3 separate regions of the Mus musculus genome follow, and regions 1 and 3 are each linked to region 2. A link is a contact called in public promoter capture Hi-C data. All regions are on one chromosome and are shown on one strand. The core of a region is the stretch at or near the end of the contact, and the rest is flanking DNA. Distances in the headings are between cores, read along the strand shown.

Region 1 (3,666 bases), core at 716-3,215, 2.7 Mb after region 2:
TCCTCTCTGTCCTCTGATGTGACTCTGCTCACAGTGGGTGAATCTTATGAGTTCGATTGTTTTCCCCAAATTCCTACGTTGAAGCCTTAAGCCCTGCCCCCATACCTCAGAATGGGACATTTTTATGGGAAGAAGGTGATTTCCCATTACAAGATAGAAGTAAAATGCCGTTAGATCTTAGACTTCTCAAAATGTCCGAATGTTGAAGGCTTGTTCCCCTAGCCTCACCCCAGTCTGCAATACTACTGTCAAGTGCAGGAGTGTGTGACTTCAGAAGCTGGGCCTGGTAGGACAGAGTTCGGTTGTAGGCCCCTGCCCTTGAAGGGAATTTTGGAAGCACAGTCTGTACATGTCACTCTCCTAGTTCCCTGACCACCCATCGGTGAATCAGTTTCCTTTGTCATGTTCCCATCATCATGTCTCTGAAACAGAACCAAGAGAAACCTTTCCTCATTTTAAAATGATTATTTTAAGCATCTTGATATCGTGATAGAAAACTGACTGACACCTGAGGACAGATGTAATTAGTGAAGTGCAGTAATTCTGGAGTATGGTGGGCCCCTAACCTAATATGGCTAGCGTTTTACAAAAAGAGGCGGACATCTGGTCACGGCGAGCCAGGGAAAATAAGTGCTTACAATGCCGCTAGCCAAGGAACCAGGGGTCCTTCCTGGAGTAAGCTCCTCCCATCACACTGGCTGCAGGCTCCCAGGCTGTGAGGCAATTTATTTCTGTTATTTAATCTCCTCACTTCCAGGTACTTTGTTTTGACAGATGCAACACACCAATACAAACCGTTTTTCTCTACTCTGTATTTACCTTCGCTGTCTAACCACACACCTGCCCAACCTGTCTTGCTTAGCCAGAAGGTCCCAAATACTTTAGAAATCTGTGTGGCTGATTTGTATTCTGTGACCTCGTTCTGAACCCAACTCCTGGCTTCTCTGGGTCCTCTCTCATTTTCTTCTACTTGTCCTGCCACAGGAGGCAGACAGGAGGCTATGACCTCTGTAGGATACCTTTGCCCCACCCCTGTAATGGGCATTTTATTTTAGTCTCTCTCTTGCTGTCTTTGGAGTCTTTCCCCTTCATTTCAAACTCACCTCCACCCCCTTTCTAGGTTGGAGTAGCCTTGTGAAATTATCTTTCTGCGGTGGAAATCTTATTACATCACTTGCCAGCTCCAAATCTCTCAGAGGGTCCCTTTAGTTTCTAGTCAGATGCCAAGGTCCCAGTTTACCTAGGACGACAAGCACGGTGACCTAACTTCTTTGCCATCCACCATAGAGCATCTATCTGTCTTCATTGCTCCTGCTCTGCCCCTAAAGCCACATTCAGGATCAGCTAGTGCCCAGCCTCTTTGTTCTAGAGCCTGCAGAAGCCCAAAATTTAAAAGGCTTGTCCGGGAGGTGGCGGCAGGTGGGGGTTGGAGGTGGGGAGCTGTCTTTGGATTCTAGACTGATTGAAAAGCCCCATCTGTGCTCTCCCCAACCCCACCCTATGTTTCTTTGACTGTAATTTTTCAGGGTTGGGAACTGGTAAGTCTCCCTAGCATAACCAGCCCAACACAGTAGAGCACTTGAGAGGAAGTAGCGACTTCACGCTGTCAAAGGCACTCCAAAGTGAGGAAGGGACGGGGGGGGGGGGGGGGGGGGCGGAGAAACAGCAATTTTGCCCAGCTGTTTGGGAGAATGAAAAATCAATTTGCAAAGACAGCACTTCCTCATCCTTTTCAGCGCTGACTGTATCATAACTGACTCGTGAATTGGAATTAAAGCAAAGCTTTTCCCCTTGTCACGGTCAGCAGTGTGTGCTTTCAATACCGAACGCCCGGCGGTGGAGGCAGGCTGCGTCGAGCTCGCTCAGCCCGGTACAGCTGAAGTCACTTCCCCTGCAGGGACAGAGCGTGCTTTCGTGGGGTGGGCGGGCGGGTGTGTGTGTGTGAGAGAGAGAGAGTTTTCCGCAGTAGACCTGAAAACCCAGCCAGCCGCGGATTGGCGCATCCCGGCTGCGGCCGCCTGAGTCATCCGAATCGTTCTGGAACCGGGCACCAACTTGCGTGTTTGTCCGCGGCTCTTTGTGCGCGGATCAGCTGTACCGTGGGCTCTGGCATCTAATCCAGGATTTGCCTCTGCGCGAGGCTTATGGAAAGCAGATGTCTCGCCGCTCTGGGACTGAGCACAGAATGGAAGTGACCCAGAGAGGAGCTGTTTGGTACAGACGACACGGAGGGAAGGCCCCGGCGCGGCCCGCGAGGCCAGCTCCGCTCCTCGCGTCCGTCCTCTCTGCCGAGCCCGCCGCTCAGATCGTGTCCCGCGAGCGAGCCGTGTGACCGTGAGGCCGCGTGCGGCGGGAGCCGGGATACCGGGGTCCGCGGCCGCCAGAGATCCGGGTGCGAGCAGCAGCCGCGAGGGTCGCGGTAAGTGTCCCTGGGGGTGGGGGCGTGAGGGGCGCGGGCGGTTTTTCGGAGCTGTCAGCCCGCCAGCACTGTTCCCGGAATCTCACGGACCCTCTGCAGACCCTGACCTGCAAGGAACGCTTGCAAAGTCATTTGACCCTGGAGTAGAAAGCGACTCTATAATCTTAAAGCTTGGAAAGGTGTCCTCTTCCCACCCCCACCCCCAACCCCATTTCTTTTTCTTCCAAAAATAAACAAACAAAAAAATGTTCTTTCTCTTTGAAGGAACTACTCAGCTAGATTCCTGTCTATTAGTTTTCACGCTTACCCTCTGGCCAAGCTCACGCTGCACGTCTGGTTTATTAAAAGGTGGAGATGTTGCCTTTCTGGGCTTTTTGATTGATGCTGAAAAATCTGCATGCTGCTGTCAAGATGTAAAGGATTGGGGGTGGGGAGGAAGCTTGTCCCAAAAATGCTTGTCAGATGCAAAGCATTCCGCGAACCCCAGACATTTCCCCATTTGTAATCTAATCGATTCCAGGGAGCAACTGACTTATTTTCTGCAACTCCTTAATCGAATTAGGGCACAGATAGCGTTAGATTCAAATACTTTTTAATTCTAGTGTGTGTGTGGGGGGGAGGGGGAACGGGACACGTATTTATTTATTTTGAGGTTCTGGGGAATTAATGCTCGGCTGAACTGATAAGTTACGGCCCCACCTCTCAAATGCTTTTTAGATAGTACATTTAACAGCATTTGAAGTTCTGAGAGTCTAAAGATTAGGCTACACGCTAGGATATACATGAGAGGTTGTTCTTGTGACAGTTTGCATATCTATGCCCGCCCCCCCCCCCGCGCCCGCTCAGGGTTGGTTGGTTTGTTTTTCCTTCTAAGATGGAGCTTAACCTTCACATCTGTATTCTTGAAATATAGTTATAAGCTCAGTACAGCATAACAAGTACTTCCAGATTCCTTCCTGGGGGCGGGAGTTACTGTGCTGGATTTTATATGACCTCCAGTTTCAGATTTCCACTCCATTTCACCCTTAACAGAGCCAGCATGGGCGCTTCAACTCCAAGCAACAGAAGAGCAGGAGTGATTCAGAGCACTTGGCCCACCACGGCCTTGAACCAAGACAGAAAGCATTTTATAGACTTTTTATGATATGCACTACATTCCCGTCCTGTTCAAACATAGGCTCATATAATGATTAAAGATCAATTAAAGAGAAGCAGGCCCTGCCTCCCTTCTCCCTTGGGTAAATACG
Region 2 (3,287 bases), core at 454-2,953:
CTTTTCTCAAACTGTTGGGAGCAATATCCAGTAAAATCAGGTCTAGTGGATTAGAGCCACCTCCAGGAGCACAGCCAGGAGGGAGAAGCCTGCCCTCTAGGACTCTTACAACACTGGGGCCCAGGAGAGAAGGTTGGTGAAGGCAGAATGGGAGGAGTCAGGTTAGGCAATGTGATTCTCGCGTTCTGACAAGCCTCCAGCTGGGACAGCGAAGGGGTCAAACTAACATTTCTGTAATGACAAGGCCTATGTGTTAGGAAGAAAGGCCAACAAAGATAGCTGCCGCCCAGTGTGTGGAGATGGGCTGGCTAGCTTTCCAGTCTTTATTCACACTGTCTGGGAAGCTTGAGGAGGCTCTCTGAGAAAATTACATTGGAGTTTGAAGTCTGAGTGGACACTAGGCAGGCGCTTGGAGGTCAGAGGTCCCCAAGGGGTCTATTTGTGCAGAGATCTGAGGAAGAAGCTGTATCTAAGGGACGAAAGCATGTGAGACTTAGAGTAGGGTCCCAAACGATGCTCCAAGGCAAGCCAGAGCATGGGCAGAATGATCCTAGAGGCTATACCGATCAATGATGGGGTTTTTTCCTACCTCGTGGAAGGTATTTCATATAGTTGAAGCAGAAGGTTGCGGTTATGTTAAGGGTAGAGACATAGAGAAGAGGCCTACTTAGGAGACAAGGCAAAAAGACAGAGCAAAGCATACAACGGGGTGACTAAAAAGGAACGAGGAAGATGGTATCAGGATGCTTGCTGCAGGAGTACGATTTACCAAGGATGACTTCTCCTTTCTCACAGTAACTGAAATTTTGAGCAACTGTTTTTGTCACTACTTGTTTTAAGCGTGAGAAGTTGGGAATGGCCCTACAAACTCACAGGCGCGCCCTGTAATCTTACCTCTGTTCTCAAAAACAAGAGGTTCGGTATTTGCGAGTGAGTGGGAAAGACATCTGTCTGCAGGTGTATGGCCCGTGTTTTCGCTGTGCTGAAGCGCTTCGAGGGGGCACATCTCGTCACTTTTGGCTTTTCCTCACATCAGACTGACACAAGTCTTCGATTTTCGCAAATCATGACAGTACAATATACAGAACAAAATAAAAACTAAAAATAAAATATGCCTGTACTCTCCCAAAATGGAGTCGGGGACAGCCAGAGGGCAGGTAAGGCAAGGGAGAAAAGAAACCAGGGTAAGGGGAAAAAGAATCTGACATGGGAAACTGTGGGCATACGAAAGCTATGAAGGAACTTAACCCGCCTAGTCCTATCCTCTCAATGAACCACTAGAAGAATCACATCTATTATTATCATTATCATTATTTTAATGTGATATTTATAGATATCTGGGAGGATCCAAACTTGTAAATGGAGCACCTGCAGACAGCCCCTGCTAGCTAGACCAAAACGTCCCTTCTATTTTTCCCCTTGCATTTTTAATACCATCGGAGTTGTAACCGAAATACAATTTTGTCTTGCTTTCGATATTGAGACGATAGTCTCAACCTCATTCTTTAGTATAACGGAAAGACATTTTTGTTGTTGTTGTTTTGTTTTGTTTTGTTTTGTTTAAAAGTGGTTTGCGTAGCGGTTCTGAGTAAAGCTGCACTCCAACCCTCAACTACCAGGGGGTTTGGCTTTGTCAAAGAGTAATTTACCAATCGTGCCTGCGCGTCCTTCCGGGTTTTGCTGGCTCTGCACCAAAAACCCCAGAGCCTTTGTGTACCAGTCCGGGAGCAGAGTAAAGCGCAGAAGTCGGAGCCGAGGGCTGTGTAGAACTCTGGCGCTATGCGGTACCTACCATGGCTGTTGCTGTGGGCATTCCTACAGGTCTGGGGACAATCTGAAGGTGAGTGAGTAAAAGCGCACACAATCTAGAGAAGGGAGGAAGGGAGGGAGAAAGAGGCTGGCTACAAGCTCTGTGCAGTAGTGGGCGGGTGGAGGTGGGCTTCCCGGCTTGCAACAACAGTGGGAGGAGCAATGTATGGCTGCGGCTCAGGGCTTAGCTCAGTTCAGAACTACACTGAGCCTGCCTTTCCTTCCGCAAGCGCAGCTAAAGCTGAGCTTTTTCCTACTGCAGTCTGTCCTCAGACTGAGCCCACTCGCTAAGTTCTTTCCTTTTCCTTTGTTTCCAGCCCAGCAAAAGAATTACACCTTCCGCTGCCTGCAGATGTCTTCCTTTGCAAACAGAAGCTGGTCCCGCACAGACAGCGTGGTCTGGCTGGGGGATCTGCAGACTCACCGTTGGAGTAATGACTCAGCCACCATCAGCTTCACGAAGCCATGGTCCCAGGGCAAGTTGAGTAACCAGCAGTGGGAGAAGTTGCAGCATATGTTTCAAGTCTATCGAGTCAGCTTTACCAGGGACATACAGGAATTAGTCAAAATGATGTCACCTAAAGAAGACTGTGAGTGGAGGGGTTGGAACCCTGAACCCAGTGGGCAGGAGTGATCCAGACCCCAGCTGGATAACTGTGGGCATCGGGCATAGCTTCTCTTCTCTGTCCACCCTTATGGTTTTACTTCTGTCTAAAAGTAACCCTTGTCCCTTCTAAAAATAGCCCATTTCTGCTCTAGGGCACCATGATCATTTTCCTCAACTGGCACTTAACGATAATCTTCATACCAATTCCTTTCTTCCAAATCCCTTAATCATGAACTCTTTGGTCTCTGCCTACTCCTCCTTACAGATCCCATTGAGATCCAGCTGTCTGCGGGCTGTGAAATGTACCCTGGGAATGCTTCGGAAAGCTTTTTACACGTAGCATTTCAAGGAAAATATGTCGTGAGATTCTGGGGAACGTCCTGGCAGACAGTCCCAGGGGCCCCATCTTGGTTAGACTTGCCCATCAAAGTGCTCAACGCTGATCAAGGGACAAGTGCAACCGTGCAGATGCTCCTGAATGACACCTGCCCCCTATTTGTCCGTGGTCTCCTAGAGGCAGGGAAGTCAGACCTAGAGAAGCAAGGTCAGCTGGCTATTTTCACCCTGGCTCTCCACTTGGATCCATCTAGGTTTTTACATCACTGTCAGCTGTAGAGGAAGGGCAAGGACTAGGAAGAGATGAGTAAGGCCTGTGGGGTTTATTTTCTCACTGACAGCCACTCTTGGGTTCTATAAATTGAGTTAAATAAAACTGGGGATGAAAACTGAGCCATGCCATATTTGAGGCAGGCTGTACCAGCTGAAATTCAGATTGTTCCAGAGTACAGAGGAGGGCTACAGGAGACTCAGATCAGGGAGGGGGGTAGAAGTATCAGGGATGGTCTTCCTAGCCAGAGGGAGACAAATGGAT
Region 3 (3,516 bases), core at 992-3,491, 2.4 Mb after region 2:
AATTTTGACACATTATCAGAATTCCCATAGACAAGATATGGATGTAGCACCAGCCGAGAACCTGTGGCTTATCTCCTTCCCTTCCTGATGATAAAATGAAAGGCAGGCAGTCTACTAATGTCCTCTACAACTCCAGGGAATAAAGAGTATATAACTTTGCAAAAGGTGAATACATTATCTCCATGTCATGATTATATGTGACAGCAAATTCTTTTCTCTTACCTCTCTGATCATATATATCAACCGGGAGGAATAGGAATCTTTTATTCTTTCTAAGCAGAATGGACAGACAGAATTCTTTGGGGGCAAAAAGGGACAAAATTGTATTAGAAAAAAAGGAGAGAAAGAAGACAGGAAGAAAAAAGAAGGAAGAAAAAAGAAGGAAAGGAAAATAAATTTTCATTTAAGTAGAAATAGGTTTAAACGTTTGGTATAAAAAATTGATCTCAAGTAACACACACACACACACACACACACACACACACACACGAGTGAAAAATTTCCCCAAATCCAAAGAACACAAGCCTCTGCTTCCTTCAGTCCAAATGATGTACAGAAGTATTTTGCAATTCTTCATCACCAACAGAAGCAGATTTCAGTGTTTCTAAAGGTGGGCCTACATTTGCATTTCTCTTGGGGCAAAAGAAATCTTGGGAGAAATAAATTAATCCCATCATAGTCTTGCTCACCACAATATTATGGATAAGGATAATCATGCAGAATACCAGAACCTCACTGGACTGATCGATCAGTTACTTAAAATAGACAACTAATAGCATCTTTATCAAAGAAAATTAGCATTAGTTCCAAGTCCATCAGAACCATCATAAAAACTATCAGCAATTCCTAGAGAAAGTATACAACTTAAGAACAAATAGATAATAAAAGAAGCCAAGTATCCCCAAATTTAAAGAAACACCACCAGGCATCCTCAAGGAGACACCCAGTTTTGTTATGTACTAGCTGTCCACACCATTCATACACAACCGGGCATTGCAAGACATGTTTTCCAAGTCACCCTTCAGAAGCCCTGTACATGATGACACTTGCACTTAGCTACAAGTCTTATTCAGTTCTTACAGAACGAGAGCAAGAGTTACACTAGACAGGGGCCCCTTTCTAATAATGGAGAAGACTAATGGGTTTCAACTCAAGAGGATGGTTTTGAGTAGGAAAATTCACAATACATTGCAGAATAATTACAGTTTGAGAGAATTGGTACCCACCCACCACTCCCTTTATAGCTCAATTTCAGAACAGAAAAGCCCTTTATACAAGATTTATGTTTGGGCATGTCAGCACTGTTTTTGTTGATGTTTTGTTTGAGTTGATGTGCTAGCAATCTAAGACAATACCGTTATTTAGGTTTGAAATATGTGTAGTGCATTATGTAAATGTATGTAGTGTTACTATTAACCAGACTGAGGAAGACACAGTACAAGGATATTTAAACTCATTATCTAACACCGCTGGGAATAGGGAAGATTCTCGCAGGTACCCCCAAAGTCTGGTAGGAAACGACCAAGAAGAGCTCTGGGAGAAGGGACAGTTGAACTGTTTCTGTGGACGGGGCGTCAGCGATCTACTTAAGAGGGGATGAGCAAGAAGGCAGAGTTCGGTTGCCGGCAAAAGAGGAGCAGCGAAGAAAAGTACTATGAGCCCACTGTCAGAGAGCAAGCACAGAAACAGAGCTACCACCGCACGTTCACGGTTGCCGGTCTTGGTGCACAGACTGGTAAGAGTGCGGTGATCGCGGAGAGCTAGCGAGAAACCTAAGAAAGCGAGGGCCGGGCTTCCGTGCTGCCAGCGCCGGTACACTCATCTTCGCTCCATCCCTTCCGCATCCCGTTCTTCTCTCCGGTGGTTGACAAACTTTCGGCTCCGCGGTGGTGAGCTACGGCCACCTCCACCCTCCAGACACGGAGTACGCGTGTGGGAAAAGGGTAGAGGATGTCTGGCTGGAGGGCTGCACTTCGCAAACTATGGACTGTTCCTCTACGCTGCAACCCGGTTACCCCGGCAACGGTCCGTGCGGATTCCCGGATGTAGTTCACAGGGCCGCGGCCCGGGGCGGAGTCGGGAGGACCCAGCCCCCTGGGAGACGCGCGCGCACCATAGAGACGTGGCGGGGCCCGGGCTTGGCTTCTAGAGAGAGGCTGTCCGGGGCCTAAGACCCCGCACTTCCGGTCTGCTCGCTTCCGGCTTCGCGGGTAGGGTGCAAGCGCCGGAGACCGGGTTGAGAGGTCGCGGGTGCAAGTGTCCTCGGCGGTTGGTTGCCCGGAGCCTGTGACAGCTGTAGCTGCTCCCCGCCCCCGAGGCGTGGGGGAGGAGACGAAGGAAAAGCTCCCGGTTGCGCTTCCGGTCCCTTCTCCCTCTGGCCGACGTGATTCCCGAGGGCTGCGACCGGGAGAGCCCGCGACGGAGCGCTGCCGGCTTCCCCGCTGACAGACAGGTGAGGGCGGAGCCGCGGCGGAAAGGAAGGGGTTGGGGTGGCGTGCTTCCCGACAGATGGATGTGTCGCCTGCGGCTACTCTCATCAAACTTGCTCCTGGGCACTTCCATCCCTGGGAGCAGCCAAGTCCGCCCCTTGGTCCCTCCTGTCCCTCTGAGTCTGAGTGTGTTCTGGAGTGAAGGGGGGCAGCACTGGCCCCTGGGGCGGCTCCGCTCGGCAGTGGGAAGAGTTGGCAGGGTCTGGGGCTTTCTGGACTCTGTCCGAGTGGGCCGCCTTTCCCCCTGCTCTTCCCTGAGTGTCCTGCTTCCTCTCTCCTGCTGTGAGAGGAAGGGAGGTAGCAATCTCTTGGAGAGATTGCCTGACACCGGTGCCGAGGGAGGCGCCCTGCCTGAAATGTCCCAAGCCTGAGGGCGTCCAAGGAATGCTGGAGTTTGGAGGAGGAAATTGTGGCCCTGCCTTCTGGTGCGTTCCTTATTGCCAAGTTAACTACTCTTTACGTGTCTAGGAAAGGAAGCGTCTCTCTCTCTCTCTCTCTCTCTCTCTCTCTCTCTCTCTCTCTCTCTCTGTGTGTGTGTGTGTGTGTGTGTTAAGTGCTTAGATTCTAGACTTTCTCCCCTGTTATTGCTTCCTTGGCTTTGTTCTTGTTTTCCTCTTGAACCCTCTGATCTCAAAAAGTTTATATTTTACACTTCCTGCAGATCCTTTAAGTCACCCTTTCAGGATTTCTGTGCGTCCCTCCTTTATTTTTTCCTGAACTATCCTTTCTTGGTTCTTATCTGATCAGGGGGGCGGAGGACGAATGAAAAAATCGCAGGGCTTTTCATCAACGTGTTGCTTTCACAACTGCGAAGGTGTGTTCACACTTGCCATTTGATTAACTTGATTGCTAAAGAAAGGTGCACCAGATTGATGGCGGTTGGTCAGTTCTCTGGAGGCTGCAGGAATGGCTTGTATTTCATTGCTGCTCTTTCAGAGCAAGCGTTGCAGCAATGTACACTTTTCTTGTATTTGTTCTATTTTTATTTGCTTTTAATTTTCGTTTTTGTTTTTCTTGTTCACCGTGA

What was found. Promoter capture Hi-C pulls out the DNA fragments that hold promoters and counts their contacts.
Region 1: a contact with region 2 is called in a promoter capture Hi-C map of liver, with 4 times the contacts expected there. The contact joins the promoter of Trim2 here to the promoter of Cd1d1 in region 2. A contact is called at or near these places in 2 of 39 promoter capture datasets (liver and pre-B cells).
Region 3: a promoter capture Hi-C map of pre-B cells shows a contact between it and region 2, with 4 times the contacts expected there. The contact joins the promoter of Arfip1 here to the promoter of Cd1d1 in region 2. A contact is called at or near these places in 2 of 39 promoter capture datasets (liver and pre-B cells).

What each region holds. Positions count from the first base shown.
Region 1 is chr3:84,258,078-84,261,743 of GRCm38.p6, reverse strand. It overlaps Trim2 (tripartite motif-containing 2), which reads left to right and starts at 1,965. Exons shown (of 12, transcript NM_001271727.1): 1 at 1,965-2,419. It overlaps Gm40078 (a long non-coding RNA gene), which reads right to left. Exons shown (of 3, transcript XR_867391.3): 3 at 3,520-3,666.
Region 2 is chr3:86,997,745-87,001,031 of GRCm38.p6, reverse strand. It overlaps Cd1d1 (CD1d1 antigen), which reads left to right and starts at 1,703. Exons shown (of 6, transcript NM_007639.4): 1 at 1,703-1,840; 2 at 2,127-2,399; 3 at 2,682-2,960. The coding sequence starts at 1,780.
Region 3 is chr3:84,581,350-84,584,865 of GRCm38.p6, reverse strand. It overlaps Arfip1 (ADP-ribosylation factor interacting protein 1), which reads left to right and starts at 2,241. Exons shown (of 9, transcript NM_001081093.2): 1 at 2,241-2,452. It overlaps Gm35410 (predicted gene, 35410), which reads right to left and starts at 2,451. Exons shown (of 1, transcript NR_164319.1): 1 at 250-2,451.